Linked DNA regions of Sus scrofa: region 2 is linked to region 1. A link is a contact called in public HiChIP or PLAC-seq data. All regions are on one chromosome and are shown on one strand. Each heading gives the region's core, a stretch centred on a gene start, on an enhancer-like site or on the middle of the called end of the contact. The rest is flanking DNA. Distances are from core to core; before and after follow the strand shown.

Region 1 (6,298 bases), core at 419-2,918:
ACAGCTAGTTCCCCAGAGCAGATACGGATCTGAGAGGGACGGCTCAGGCTCAAACATCCCCTACTTCCCTGTGTGTGCTTTCTTGTTCCTCAATCATGGTTCTTCAGGTTCATACCACAAGATCTTAGGCCTCAGCCAAATGGACTAATTTTCTTCTTAAACTTATTTTTGGAAAAAAAAATTTTTTTCTACTGGGTAGAGATGAGTGTCCCCAAAGAGTTTCGATTCCTTTCTGAGTCAGGTTCAGACTCATTGGGCTCAGCTTTCATTTTCTGCAGCCTTGTCACTCCCTGAGTGCTCAGAGGTCCCCTGGTGATGCCCCCTCTATTTCAAGAGCCCCCCAAAATAAGCCCAGTGACTACAGATAAGTTTTTGGTACTTTCCAAAATTAAACTATTTCCTTTGGTAAATTTCCACCAAGTGAGCTCATTAATCTGAAAACAGGATGTGGCACATGAAGAGAGTTAAGGTCAGGTTGCCTGTTCACTTAACACTGGCTTGGAGAGGAGAGGAAGGGGTGTGTGGGAGAGAGGTGGGACCAGAGAATGGCTTTTAGAGGTCCCAAATCCTTCAAGGATTGGACTGAGAATCAATGACTTTTTAATCAGAGACTCGAAGCTCTAAATTCTTTCCTCTTAGAATTGAAGGTGACCACAGAGGCCACCTCTGGTCAATGTCTCACGTGACTGCTTCTCTTGGAGGCCCCTGGGACCCACTGCTTGACTGCAGGCAGGTGGCTCCAGGTACCACCAGAGGCCCTCCTTTCTCCAGCAGAACTCCGTCCTGTAGCATCACCTTCTCATTCAGAAGCTGGGCGTTCTGCCCTGGGTAGGTGTAAGACTTAAATACATCCCAGGTTAAAAACAAACAAAACCAAAGGAGAAAAAAACACTTTTTCCAACTCAAGTTGGATGTCAAGACTAAAACAAAACAAAACAAAATAAAACCCCTCATACATAAAGAATGTAATGGGTGCCTCTAATAACTAAAACAAAACAAAATCATTCCTTCCTCACCCAACACTCCTGCAGATATTAGGCTTTGATGGAGAAAAGGCCTTTGTCAGATTCGCAAAAATAAAGGTTGTTTGTATCTTTTAAACAAAAATGCTACCCCAACACTAAGTTCTGTAACTATTTTGGTTGATATACACAAAATTCATAGGGAATAAGCGGCTCTGTGTGTGTTTAAACAAAAACCAGAAATGGCTCCTGAAAACATCCAGTTTTGCATAAGCTCTGTGCCTTCGGAATTGCCTTGCACATCTCCTTGCTGATTGCTCCAAAGAGCTTGAACGAGCCCGTGTAGGATCTTTGCCCGAATCCAAGAGGGCTGAGACTCGGGTTTTGCTACTGCTCCGCCCACCATACGCGGGATTGCAGGCAGGCAGAGGTCAGGGGTGGGGGCTCAAGTCCCAGGTCTGAATTCGTTTATTCTGCGAACACTTTACCGAATCCCACACATGTGCTAGAAACACGCGCGGGGAGGAGGGGAACGGAAAAATGCCTTTTCAGTGGAAAACCAAAGCCTGCGACGCCGCGGAGCCGGGCCTCAGTTTCCCGATCTGGGTGCGCTCGCCCCGCCCCCAGGGCGGCCTCGGGAGGCGGCTCAGGCTATAGGAACCCGCCCGGGGCCTGCCCTCCCCTGCTTCCGCCGCCGGGCCAAGTACCCTCTCCACCGGAAGCTCCCGCCGGCCGCGGGGAGCTGGTGGCGGCGGCGGCGGCGGCGGCGGCGGCGGCAGCGCAGAGGTTGGTTGCACTGCACCCCGCCCCTCACCCGCCCTCACCCGCCCGCGGACTGCGGAGGGCTCCGCCCCCCGCCCCCGCGCTCCCCGCCGCCGGCAGCCGGGTTCCAGGTCGCTGGGGCGGGGGCTCCCCAAATGCAGACCTCCCCGCGCGACGCCGGGACACCGACTCGCTGCCCCCGCCCTTCTTGCAGGTTCCTGGGGCAGCGCTGGAGTCTCTCATCCTTGAATAGACACGGGCTGCTCTGCTCCCCGCGCTCGGCACGCTTCTTGAGATGTGGCGAGACGACTGTCACCTGCCCTCCGGAGAGCGCACAAACGGGGCTGGGCAACACGGACAGGCCGCCCGGCATTACCACGCCGGGCGGCGGGGGAATGTGCTCCAGCTGCCTTCGGACGCAGTGGGATCAAAAAGCCGGGAGACCAACCCTACCTGGGACGGCCCAAGGGGACTCTCGGGAAGATGGGGTGGATGGAGTTCAGAGTAGTAAAGGGTCAAGGCGACTAGGAGGAGCAGCGGGAGAAATAGGGGCAGGGAGCACGGAAGGGTGCAGAAAGCCACAGAAAAGTAGAGAAATGGAAAGGTGCCAGGTGGCGCATCAGGTGCAGGCCACAGGGCTGGTTGACTAGAACCTGGGACAAACCCTGGGCATTTGGCAGCCTTCACATTGAGAAACTTGGGGAGATGATTCTGTGGAGATTGGAGTGAGGACGCAGAGCGCCTTTTAGACAGTATTTTCTAGAAGTTTTGTTAAAGGGAGGAGAGTGTGAGGATGCTGGAGAGGAATGTGGAGTGAGAGTGAAGAGGGTTTTAAAGCTGATATGTGGTTAGAACGTAGGCTCAGGATTCCAGAGTCCTATCTTTGAGCCCTTGGGCAAGCCACTGACCCTCTTTGCGCCTCAGTTCCCTTGTCTGTAAATTGGGGGTGAAGATGACAATGCCTGCCTCACAGGGTTCAGGTGAAGACTAGATGAGATGGTGTCTGTAATAGCACTTAACACAGTGCTGAGAAGTACCTATTACTTTTCACTTTTAATTATTAGAGCAGCTTAGGCATATTCTGATGCTGATAGGAAGGAGCTGGGAGGCATTGAAGACAGAGAGCAGAGAAAAGGGAGCAGAAAGGAAGGGACCCAGAACTTGGATGGAGAGATAAGTGCCTTTCAGTGCCAAACCAAGGAAAAGAGGGAACAGGTGGGGATGCAGGGAAGTTTGCAGATTTGGGGGATGCAGTTAAGGGAGTGGCTTTCTGCTCTTCTTTTCTCTGAAGTAAGCCTCAAAGTCATCTCCTGAGACAGAGCCAGACCAGGGCTGGCCCAGGAGAGGGCGGAGGTCCAGATTTCCACTGCAGTGGTAGGGTAGGTGCTGTGCCGTCTTTGCCAGCATCCCCTGCCTTCTCCAGGGAAGGTGAGCAGTTGAGTTTATGGGGGTCTGACCTGCCTTGCCCACTTGCGAGGCTCAACTAAAGTTGATGAATGTGAAAACACTGTATAAGCATAAGTTACCATTTTGGAGTTCCTGTCGTGGCGCAGTGGTTAACGAATCCGACTAGGAACCATGAGGTTGCGGGTTCGGTCCCTGCCCTTGCTCAGTGGGTTAACGATCCGGCGTTGCCGTGAGCTGTGGTGTAGGTTGCAGACACAGCTCGGATCCTGTGTTTCTCTGGCTCTGGCGTAGGCTGGCAGCTGCAGCTCCGATTAGACCCCTAGCCTGGGAACCTCCATGTGCCGCAGGAGCGGCCCAAGAAATGGCAAAGAGACAAAAAATAAATAAAAATAAAAAATAATTTACCATTTTAATCTTTTTTTTCCTGATCTTGAGGAGCTGGGAGGGCTCTGGCCATCATCAACAGCAAAGCTTTTTGAATATTTCCCTTGGGCCATGCACCATGCCACGCTTTCACCCATGATCTCATTTAGTCATCCCAAGAGTCGGGTGAAGTAAGAACTGACATTATCCCCATTTTACAGATGCAGAAACTGAGGTTCAGAGAAGCCACTGACCTTGTCCCAGGACCCACGGCTAGTAAGTGATGGACTCAGGATCCCAACTCAGATCTGTCAGACCTCAGAGCCTGTGATTTGAAGCTGCTGTAAAGGTTTGCAAAACCTCTAGGAGCAGCCTAGCAGGATCGATGTGGAAAGAACATCTTTTCCATCCTTGGCCGTGTAGGCTCCACCCAACCACCTTGCTTTCACATGTCTTGATGAGGAGGAAGGGCACAGGGCTTGGAATCCAAAGGACCTGGTGCTAATTGTGCTGTACAACTAGGAGTTGAGGGGCTCTGGACCAGGCATCTTGCTTCTCTGTGCCTGTATGTGCCTGTGGAATTCCCAGCAGGGTGCTCTAAGAAATTAGAAGGGAAAAGTTGCCAAGCGCACAGTGGGTGTGCCAGGAGCCTTGGTTCTGCCATACAGCTCTGGATCTGCATCCCTCTTGGCTGCTGAGACCAACTCCCCGTGACCTTGTATTTGCTTAGATCTTTGTTCTCTTCAGGGCCGGGAAGTGGTGGCGCCTGACCCGAGTCTGTGGCCACCTATGACTTCCTGAGTGGGGCCTAGGGGGAGGGCTGTGAGCAGTCCCTGTTCCTGAGGTCTTGGACTTCAAAGGAGGAAAGGGCCGGGTGTAGTCCTCATGCTGTTGTTGACTGCCACCAGCAGGGCTGGGTCATCAGAGGCCTGCTGCCGCCTCTGGTTGCCTTGGCCATGAGACTTGGGCCCAGAGAAGACTTGGAGACACCCTGTTGCAATTCCTGTTTTTGCAGATGGGGTCACTGAGACCTGCTGTGAGGAAGTGCCTTTTACCTGAGACATTCTGGACAGGACAGAGCTAATGCGCCCGGAACTTGCCTTTTTGGACCTGCCTCCAGAATCCTGGGGATTTCCACGAGGGCAGTGACCACCCCCACCGAGAATCCTAGGCTGCTGGGAGGTCCCAGGGAACACAGGCAAGTCACCGGCTGTGGCTCTCTCTGCCCCTGTCCCTTGGGGAGGAAGCTAGCAGCAGCCTGGGGTCCTGCGACGGGGGAACTCTGACTGCGGTTCCTGAAAAGTCCATGACACAGTTCTTTTTTCTCTCTGACTTGCTCTCCTCCTCCCTCACGCTCAAAAGAATGAACTGGACACTCCTAGAGCCTGCAGTCACCATCCAGGGGATTTTTTTCACCATGAAGGGTAATTCCTGTCCCTTCTCTGCTGTGACTCAGCTGTGACGTTGAACCACACAAGACAGCAAGAAGATAAAGTCATCAGACTCCTCATCAGAGAGGGTGGCCCGGCCAGAACTCACCTCTTCTCTCAGCACAGACTCCACGGGGCTGGTCCCTTCCCCAGAGGAGCTCGGACAGGCCCCTCCCCTGGCCAGCGTGGGACCCTGAGATGGCCTCTGGCTCAGCCAGCAGCCCCCGCCCGGCCCCTGATGAGAACGAATTCCCCTTTGGGTGCCCCCCCACCATCTGCCAGAACCCAGCAGAGCCCAAGCCCCTCTGCTGCACCGTCTGTCTCCCCGAGAACGTGAGGTGAGAGGTTGGAGGAGCAAGGGGGGTGAGGGGAGGAGGTGTCGGGAGGGATACCTGATGGGAGGCAAGGGTGAGAGAGGAACCATGGCTTCAAGCAGGTGACCTCACCTCTCTGGCCTCAGATTCCACACCTGTTCCCCATGGTCCCTGACACTGCCCCATCTGACTAGTGGTAGAAGGAGGAGTAGCCTCAGAAAAACAGCTCCCTCAGCAGAAGGCTGTGCAGGGTGGAGGGAGAGCTTCTGGGCCCAGCTGGGCCACTCACTTACTGTGTGGCCTGTGCAAATTGCCTTGACATCTTGAAGACTCAGCTTCCTTGGCCACAAAGTGCCCATAAAGTGATTTTCTAACTCCCAGGATTGTGCCAAGGCCCAATCGATGCCAAAAAAATTCTTGTAATAGTGAATATAAACTCCCTGCTAAATGACAAACTGCTATGCAAATATATCTCCTTCCACAATATCACCCATCACCTTGGGTTGTTTGCTGGGAACAGTTTTAAAGGGGACAAAAAAATCTAGTATAACCATATAGTATATATTTATATATGTATATATAGAAGCAACGCCGAATGGTTATGCTGCGAGCCACATGGGAAGTCCATGTATGTATAATGTATAAAATATATGTCTATGTATATAAATATCTATATGTAATACACACATTTTGCATATATATAAAATATTCATCTATAATATACCTCATATATATTATATATTAAAATACGTGTATATTGGGAGTTCCCGTCGTGGCGCAGTGGTTAACGAATCCGACTAGGAACCACGAGGTTGCGGGTTTGATCCCTGGCCTTGCTCAGTGGGTTAAGGATCCGGCGTTGCCATGAGCTGTGGTGTAGGTTGTAGATGCGGCTCAGATCCCGCGTTGCTGTGGCTCCAGTGTAGGCTGGTGGCTACAGCTCCGATTCGACCCCTAGCCTGGGAACCTCCATATGCCGCAGGAGCAGCCCAAGAAATGGCAAAAAGACAATAAAATAAAATAAATGAAATAAAATAAAATAAAATAAGTGTGTATTTAT
Region 2 (6,584 bases), core at 1,627-4,126, 430 kb before region 1:
TGTCTGTCTTCAAACCCATCTCCATGTCTTAATGTCATCACTATCACCATCAATCAGTACTGAATATGCTAGGTAAATAACAGCAAAATAAAGCAAGAAGGAAAATATGAAATACATACTTGGATTTTTACTTATATGCAAATATCCTGTAACTAATAGCTAGAGGAGAAATTCACCAAAATGATAACAATTCTGTTAGAGGCAATAATACTGTAAGTGATTCTTTCTCTCTTCAAATTATTTGTAATTTTATACAAGTCTCAATTTTAAGTCCTCAAAAATTATTCTTTTTTTTTTAGGGCTGCACCTGTAGCATATGGAAGTCCCAGGCCAGGGGCCAAATCAGAGCTACACCACAGCTACAGCCACAGACAGCAACGCAGGATCCATGCTGCATCTGTGACCTATGCCACAGCTCACGGCAATGCCAGATCCTTAACTCACTTAGTTAGGCCAGGAAATTAAACCCACATCCTCACGGATACTAGTCAGATTCGTTTCCACTGCGCCACATTGGGAACTCCCTCAAAAAACATTCTAACTTCTAACCGTTACTGGAAGAAAATTTAGGACTAAAAATCCTCCACAAAGGGAGAGGATGATACACTAATACTTATGTTTAAAGTATGTTTAATCAATACACTTATAAAGAATATGCATGAGAGGCAGAATACACCAGTGCATGGTAAGTGAAATTCAGCATTATAAAATCAAAATCTGTAAACTCCCATCTATCCTGAAAGTCATTTAAAAATCGAGTCAAAACTTGTTCTTAGTTTGGGGCCTGAAATTAGCTCCTGAACTGATGCAATCTGAAACCAGAGCCAGCAAGTGTTTACCAAAGTCTTTTTCCCAAAGGGAAAAGTCTCTTTTCTAATTCTCTAGAAGTGATGCTGTTGGGATTGCCTTGAGAATTGAACAAAGGTAGCAGGTAGGAGTACAAAAAATAAATTCATTCTGAAATATTTTCCTTTCCAGCAAAATCGAAAGCTAAATACTTTTCCACAATATGCAATTTTTAATCAAGCCCTTTTTTTTTCTGGACCCGTGGCTTATGGAAGTTCTTAGGCCAGGGATCAACCTGGAACCCATGCCGCCACAGCCACCCAAGCCGCTTCAGTGACACCAGATCCATAAACCACTGCACCACAATGGGAACTCCAAGCCCTCCTTTACTAGAGGTTTTAATTAGCTGCTTGTGCATTTGCTCCTCTTTCCTGGAAACCGCAGCATAAACAGGAAATCCAGGCCTCTGGGGCTTATTCACTGCAGAATGGAAAAAATGAAGCCATGGACTTTCTCAAGGATGATTTAGAAAGGATCATTAAATTACTGTACTCCCCTCCTTATCTTCTCCAGAAGGCTTATAAACCAAGTGACTGCACAAGCTGTATTCCACCTCCAGGAATATAAACAGCTCTTTTCCCACATGTGGCTGGAAATAAACTTGAGAGCTCTGCACCAGGCTAGTATCACATGCTAGAGTCTACACCCCAAAGCAAAGGCGATCAGCCACTCCCTAACACCTGTTACAATTGTGGGTGCTCCACTTTCTACCCTGACAACCACAAGGCAGAGCTACAACTACAGAGAAACCCTACCATTTCAATTATGTAAACACCACAGGGTTGGGTATTACACAGCCAAAGGGAGATCTTGGTGGTGATGGAACAGTGCTGTTATCTTGACTGCAGTGGTGGTTATACGAATCTATGCATGAGACAATATGGCATAGAACTATGTGTACACTTGTGCCACTCTCAACTTCCTGGCTTTGATATTACAGTTAAGTAAGACATAACCATTGGGGGAAACTGGGTAGCGGGTACACATAACCTCTCCGTACTGTCTTTGCAACTTCCTGTGAATCTGTATTTATTTCAAAATAAAATGGTTTTACAAGTGCACCTGCTGGTGCACATCACCCTGCTTTGGACGGTTTGCATTAGGACAAGTCATGGAGAATACAACAGAGCCTGGTTTTCAAATGTGAAGTTTCAGTCACCACCTAACGCAAAGCTTGAGGTCGGGGATACCCTTGCCTGTGCTTTTCCCTCCTCCTGGAATTCCCTTTCTGACCTCCCGTGTCCCGCCTGTCCCCCTTCCCAAGGCCGGCTCCTTTTCATCGTTGAGGTCACAGGTCAATGCCACCGCCTTACAGAGGTCTTTCCTTGTCCCCGTAACTAATGCAGCTGCCTTCGGCTATCCTGAGTCCCCTGCGCCCTTCCTCGAGATCTTCCCCACGTGACGATTTGGCTTGTTTGCTTGCTGGTTACCTGTGTCAATGCCACGGGGGCGGGCCCGCTCTACACCCAGCAATGAGCACGCTGCTCGGTGATGGCAGGAGCTCAGAAAGGATTGTATTTGAATAAACGCACCTCACTCGAATTCATTCCCTTAGGCTCGAGGGTGGTGGCACGGTTTCTTCCCCTCACACCATCGGTCCTCTCAGGTCAGGGCGGGCCTCGTCCCCCTCACTTTGGCACACGGGTGCCCCTCGGCCTCCTCCCCTCATTCGGACCCCACCTCGCCCAATGAGGGCACCATTTTCCTCTAAGTCTTCTGCCCAGAAGGGCGCCTTTTTCTTTTTCGTAGCCTTTTCTCAGGCCATCACTCAACTTCCCCTCCCCTCTCTCTTCAGCAGCCGCCCCCCCGGCTCCACGGCTTCTGCCTCTCCCTTCCGGTGCCTTCTCTCCCTTCCGGTGCTGCCAGAGTCCGGATCCCCTCTTTCGGGGCGCCTCGCCCCTCAGGCCACGCCCCCCAGCCCGGGGACTTGAGGGAAGCGCCCCAGAAGCGGCTGCACCGGAGGGGAGGGCGGTGGAGGGTGGGGGCGTGTCCTCCTTGGTCCTGGGCGTCGATTGGCCCGGCCTCAGGGAGGGGGCGGGACCGCTGCCTGGGTCTCGAGATCCTGAGTCTTCGCGGGGCATTCCTCTCAGCTCCTTCTCCAGCCCCGGACCTGGTGACTGCGACGCAAGAGTAGCTACTCTGGTTCGGGCAGCATGTCTGACAAGCGGCCAGCAGCGGACGCCCAAGCTCGGCGGCTCCCCGACTCCTTCAAGGGTGAGCCCCGTGCCCCTGACGAGGCCCTTGGGGTCTCCCGCCCACCCCTTAACCCTCCCCTCGGAAACTAGCCCCAGCCCAGAGGTTCCAGGACTGTGTCCAATGTTTCTTAGACAAGCGACCGCTGCCCAAAGCCGCGGTTTCCCCACTTGTGCGCTGAGGATGACGAGCCCTGCTTCTCGGGCTGGGAGTTAGGTTTAGGAATGTTAAGGTGCAGAGTGCACACCCGGTGCTCGGCACTGAGTGGAAGCGCCAACAGAGGGCGCGTCTCCGATGTTCATAGCCAGAGCAGGGGCTTGCGTTATCCAGCGGCTGCCAGATGCCAGGCCCTGTGCCAGCGCTTTCTGCTCATTATCTCGTGGCACGCACGCGGATGTGGAAATGCAAGAGAGACTGGAGGCCAGCGAGTGATGCAGCCGCGATCCAAAGGCGCACGCCACACCCAGGGCCTGCTTTTCCCTTCCCTCTTCCTCGGAGGCCAGCTCCACCACCCCGCCTTCGCCCACCCCGAGTGAGCCTCCCTCCGCCTGAACTGGAAAGAATTCCTGCTCCCCACCCTGGCCAATTTCCTATTAGCCGCAAGACAGACCTGTATGGTTTCTCCACAAGTGCCTGACATATTTGCAGAAAAAAGAAGAAAGTCTCTGTTTGGCATTCTTCCCATATCTCTTAGCAGCTTCACTTTCTGCCCCCTTTACTTCCTTTGTCCTAGGAACCTCGCCTTCAGGGCTTTTGTTCCTCACAAAGCACAAGTTCCCTACCCTATCAGGGCCTTCCCGATCTTGAAGGCAGAAATCGTGTGAGTGGCTCAGTGTGTTCCCATGTGAAGGAACTAGTACCCTTGAGAGGGGTATCACCTTGAACCTTTATGGCTAACTCCTTGGGGAGGAGGGAGGGTTTCATAAAGAGAGGCAGTAAACCCCTCTGGGTACCGGTTCCTCCCAGAGGCGCTTAGAGGTCCAAAGGAATTATTTCTAAGGATGGAATTTCAGATGGAATGATATAGTGAAAGAAATTTAAAGGACTGGGTGGGCTTTTACAGCACCGCACAAAGAACACTGTGCTGGCCGCATCTATTCTGATTATTTTGTAATTCCAGCCTTGTCCACTGATCCTGTCTTTCCCAGTTTCCCTTCACCAGCAATCTTTGTCTTTAGTTCCTTCAGGAACATCAAAGGAATTATAAAAAATCTTAATCCCTCACTTGTCTCTGCTAAGTACATTGGAGAGTTATCTTCCCAAAGCAGGGGAATGTAACAGGGAGGATGTTTTGAAGTCACAAATTTCTAAGGAATGGAGCCCTACTTTAAGTCTGAGTTTGCCCATATAAAAATTGTGCAGTCTGCCTCTTTGATAGTTGTCATTTCCTAGAAAGGGAGGTGGCAGGATCCTTTCCTCTGTGCCCTGACCTGGAGGGAGACTAAAGGGCTATGGGAACAAGGTTAGAAGTTTGGTGAAACTGCAGTGGGAAATCTGCAACCTGTAGTTCTTTTGGAATAAGCATGATCTTTGTACTTAATGTTAGTTGTTTTTCATGGTTACAGACCAACTTTCACTCCCAAGTTCTTTTTCTTGGTTCTACACTTCACTAATTTTTAGACAGAAATCTTTTAAGAATCTGATGAAAGCTATGCACCCTCTCCTCTGAAAATCATACATACAAACACAATTTTGCTTGGTCTATGTCACCTTTTTTCATTTTTCTTTAATTATTTCTTTATTTTGCTTTTTATGGCTGCACCTGTGGTATGTGGAAGTTAATCAGAGCTGCAGCTCTGGTCTATGCCACAGCCACAGCAGTGCAGGATCCAAGCTGCATCTGTGACCTACACTACAGCTCTCAGCACTGCCAGATCCTTTAACACATTGAGCAGGGCCAGGGATTGAACCCGCATCCTCGTGGACACTAATCGGGTTCGTTACTGCTGAGCCACAAGGGGACCTCCCTGTCACCCTTTTTCAAAACGTAAGCCTTAAAGATCTGGTAGGAAATCCATTACTAGAATTTATTAAATAGAATTTATCAAGTGCTTGTCAAATGCCTGAAAGCTTTATAAGCGTTATCTAATGCAATCCTCTAACAGTTCCACAAGGAGGATGTCATTAGCTGACATTTTACAGCGAGGAAACTGAGGTTCAGAGTGGAAAAATCACCCACACCTGTGAACTAGGTTCAACCTTGGGCTGATATTCCAAATCATTTTCCCTATCCTAGAGCTACCTCCAAAGTGCATACCCAAAAGGAGGAACTTGTCAGACATCAGTACTTCACTGAAAATGAGAGACAGCAAAGCCCAAAGGAACTTCGCTTTCATTGAGATCTCTTGGATATGACAGCTCCAGGGGGCTGCTTCTGAGAGAAGCAATGGAATCTAAAAAAAAAAAAAATGCCCAAACTGTCCCTTTATGATTTTCCTGACAGTTAGTCTTAGGAATGTAATAGTGTAATAGGACCAAAGCAAGGGCAGGACTAGTTTTTCTTTTTCTTTTTTTTTTTTTGTCTTTTTGTCTTTTTTAAGGACTAGTTTTTCTTAAAGCCAATGCATTCGATTTGTAATGAAATAATGCAGGTGGATTGCAAAGAAATGTACGATTATAATTAAGAGCCATGTCAACAGAATAAATCTCTTTGGGAGAATGCCTGAAAGTAAGCAGAATCAAGGGACTGATTTGTTTATTTCAGTTGTTACACATGATCCGATTGGGGAGAATTTTGTAACTTATTTAATAATTAATCTGAGTTGAACCGTCAAGGTCATAAATTAACTCAAATGACAGAAAACTAAGTCTACAAAAGTTGGCATTTATATGTTTTTTATAATTAAATAGGCTAAAAAGACAGAGTCGCTGATCACCTGGTCAGCTCTGAAGAAAAAAACTTTAGATGTTGTTAATGTGATAAAGATTGGATTCAAAGTCTGTTTTTTAAGAAGGCGTGGAAAAATGTTTTCCTGAAAACTGTTGTAACTGGAAAAAGGGATCACTTCCCCCTTGTCTACCTGGCATCCTATGTCTACCTCTATCATAATGTTTATGACACAATATTGTCAATTATAATCACCTTTGTTAGACCAGGAGAGCTTTGGAAAGCAGAGAATGTATCCTTCCTCATGTAATAAGCTCAAGGTCAAGTGCATAGTAGGTTTGCAAAAATGTTTGTTGAAATAAAAAGGAGTGACTCAAGCTATTTACATTATTACATTGTTACAGCGTTGGTGAAGACATTTTTGCTGTTTATAATTTATTTTATTCAGTTTGTTATTATCCACACTATTGATTTTAGGGTGTGAACATCATTTCCTCATTACAGATAGCCTGTTTGGGCTTATATTATCAATAAAGGGGTTATAATTGTCATGATAATATATTGTACTTAATAAGGAATCTCCTTCTTTTTATTAAAGGGTGGAAAGAGAGGTCACCGTCAATAGAAAGAAGGAAGTGTGTGTCAGTTCCCTGTTGACACACACATTGTTTCTCCATTCTTTTTGAACCTTCGCCTATATTGTAAGACTAGTAAAGAC

The links. HiChIP or PLAC-seq counts read pairs in DNA pulled down with a chosen protein or histone mark.
Region 2: a contact with region 1 is called in an H3K27ac HiChIP or PLAC-seq map of alveolar macrophages. The contact joins the promoter of STOM here to the promoter of TRAF1 in region 1. A contact is called at or near these places in 1 of 47 Hi-C or Micro-C datasets (heart right ventricle) and 1 of 2 datasets of contacts at active chromatin or transcription factors (alveolar macrophages).

What each region holds. Positions count from the first base shown.
Region 1 is chr1:260,969,348-260,975,645 of Sscrofa11.1, reverse strand. It overlaps TRAF1 (TNF receptor-associated factor 1), which reads left to right and starts at 1,668. Exons shown (of 9, transcript XM_021068189.1): 1 at 1,668-1,748; 2 at 4,510-4,692; 3 at 4,857-5,262. The coding sequence starts at 5,123.
Region 2 is chr1:261,404,005-261,410,588 of Sscrofa11.1, reverse strand. It overlaps STOM (erythrocyte band 7 integral membrane protein), which reads left to right and starts at 2,876. Exons shown (of 7, transcript XM_021068281.1): 1 at 2,876-3,060. The coding sequence starts at 3,000. It also overlaps the pseudogene LOC110259667.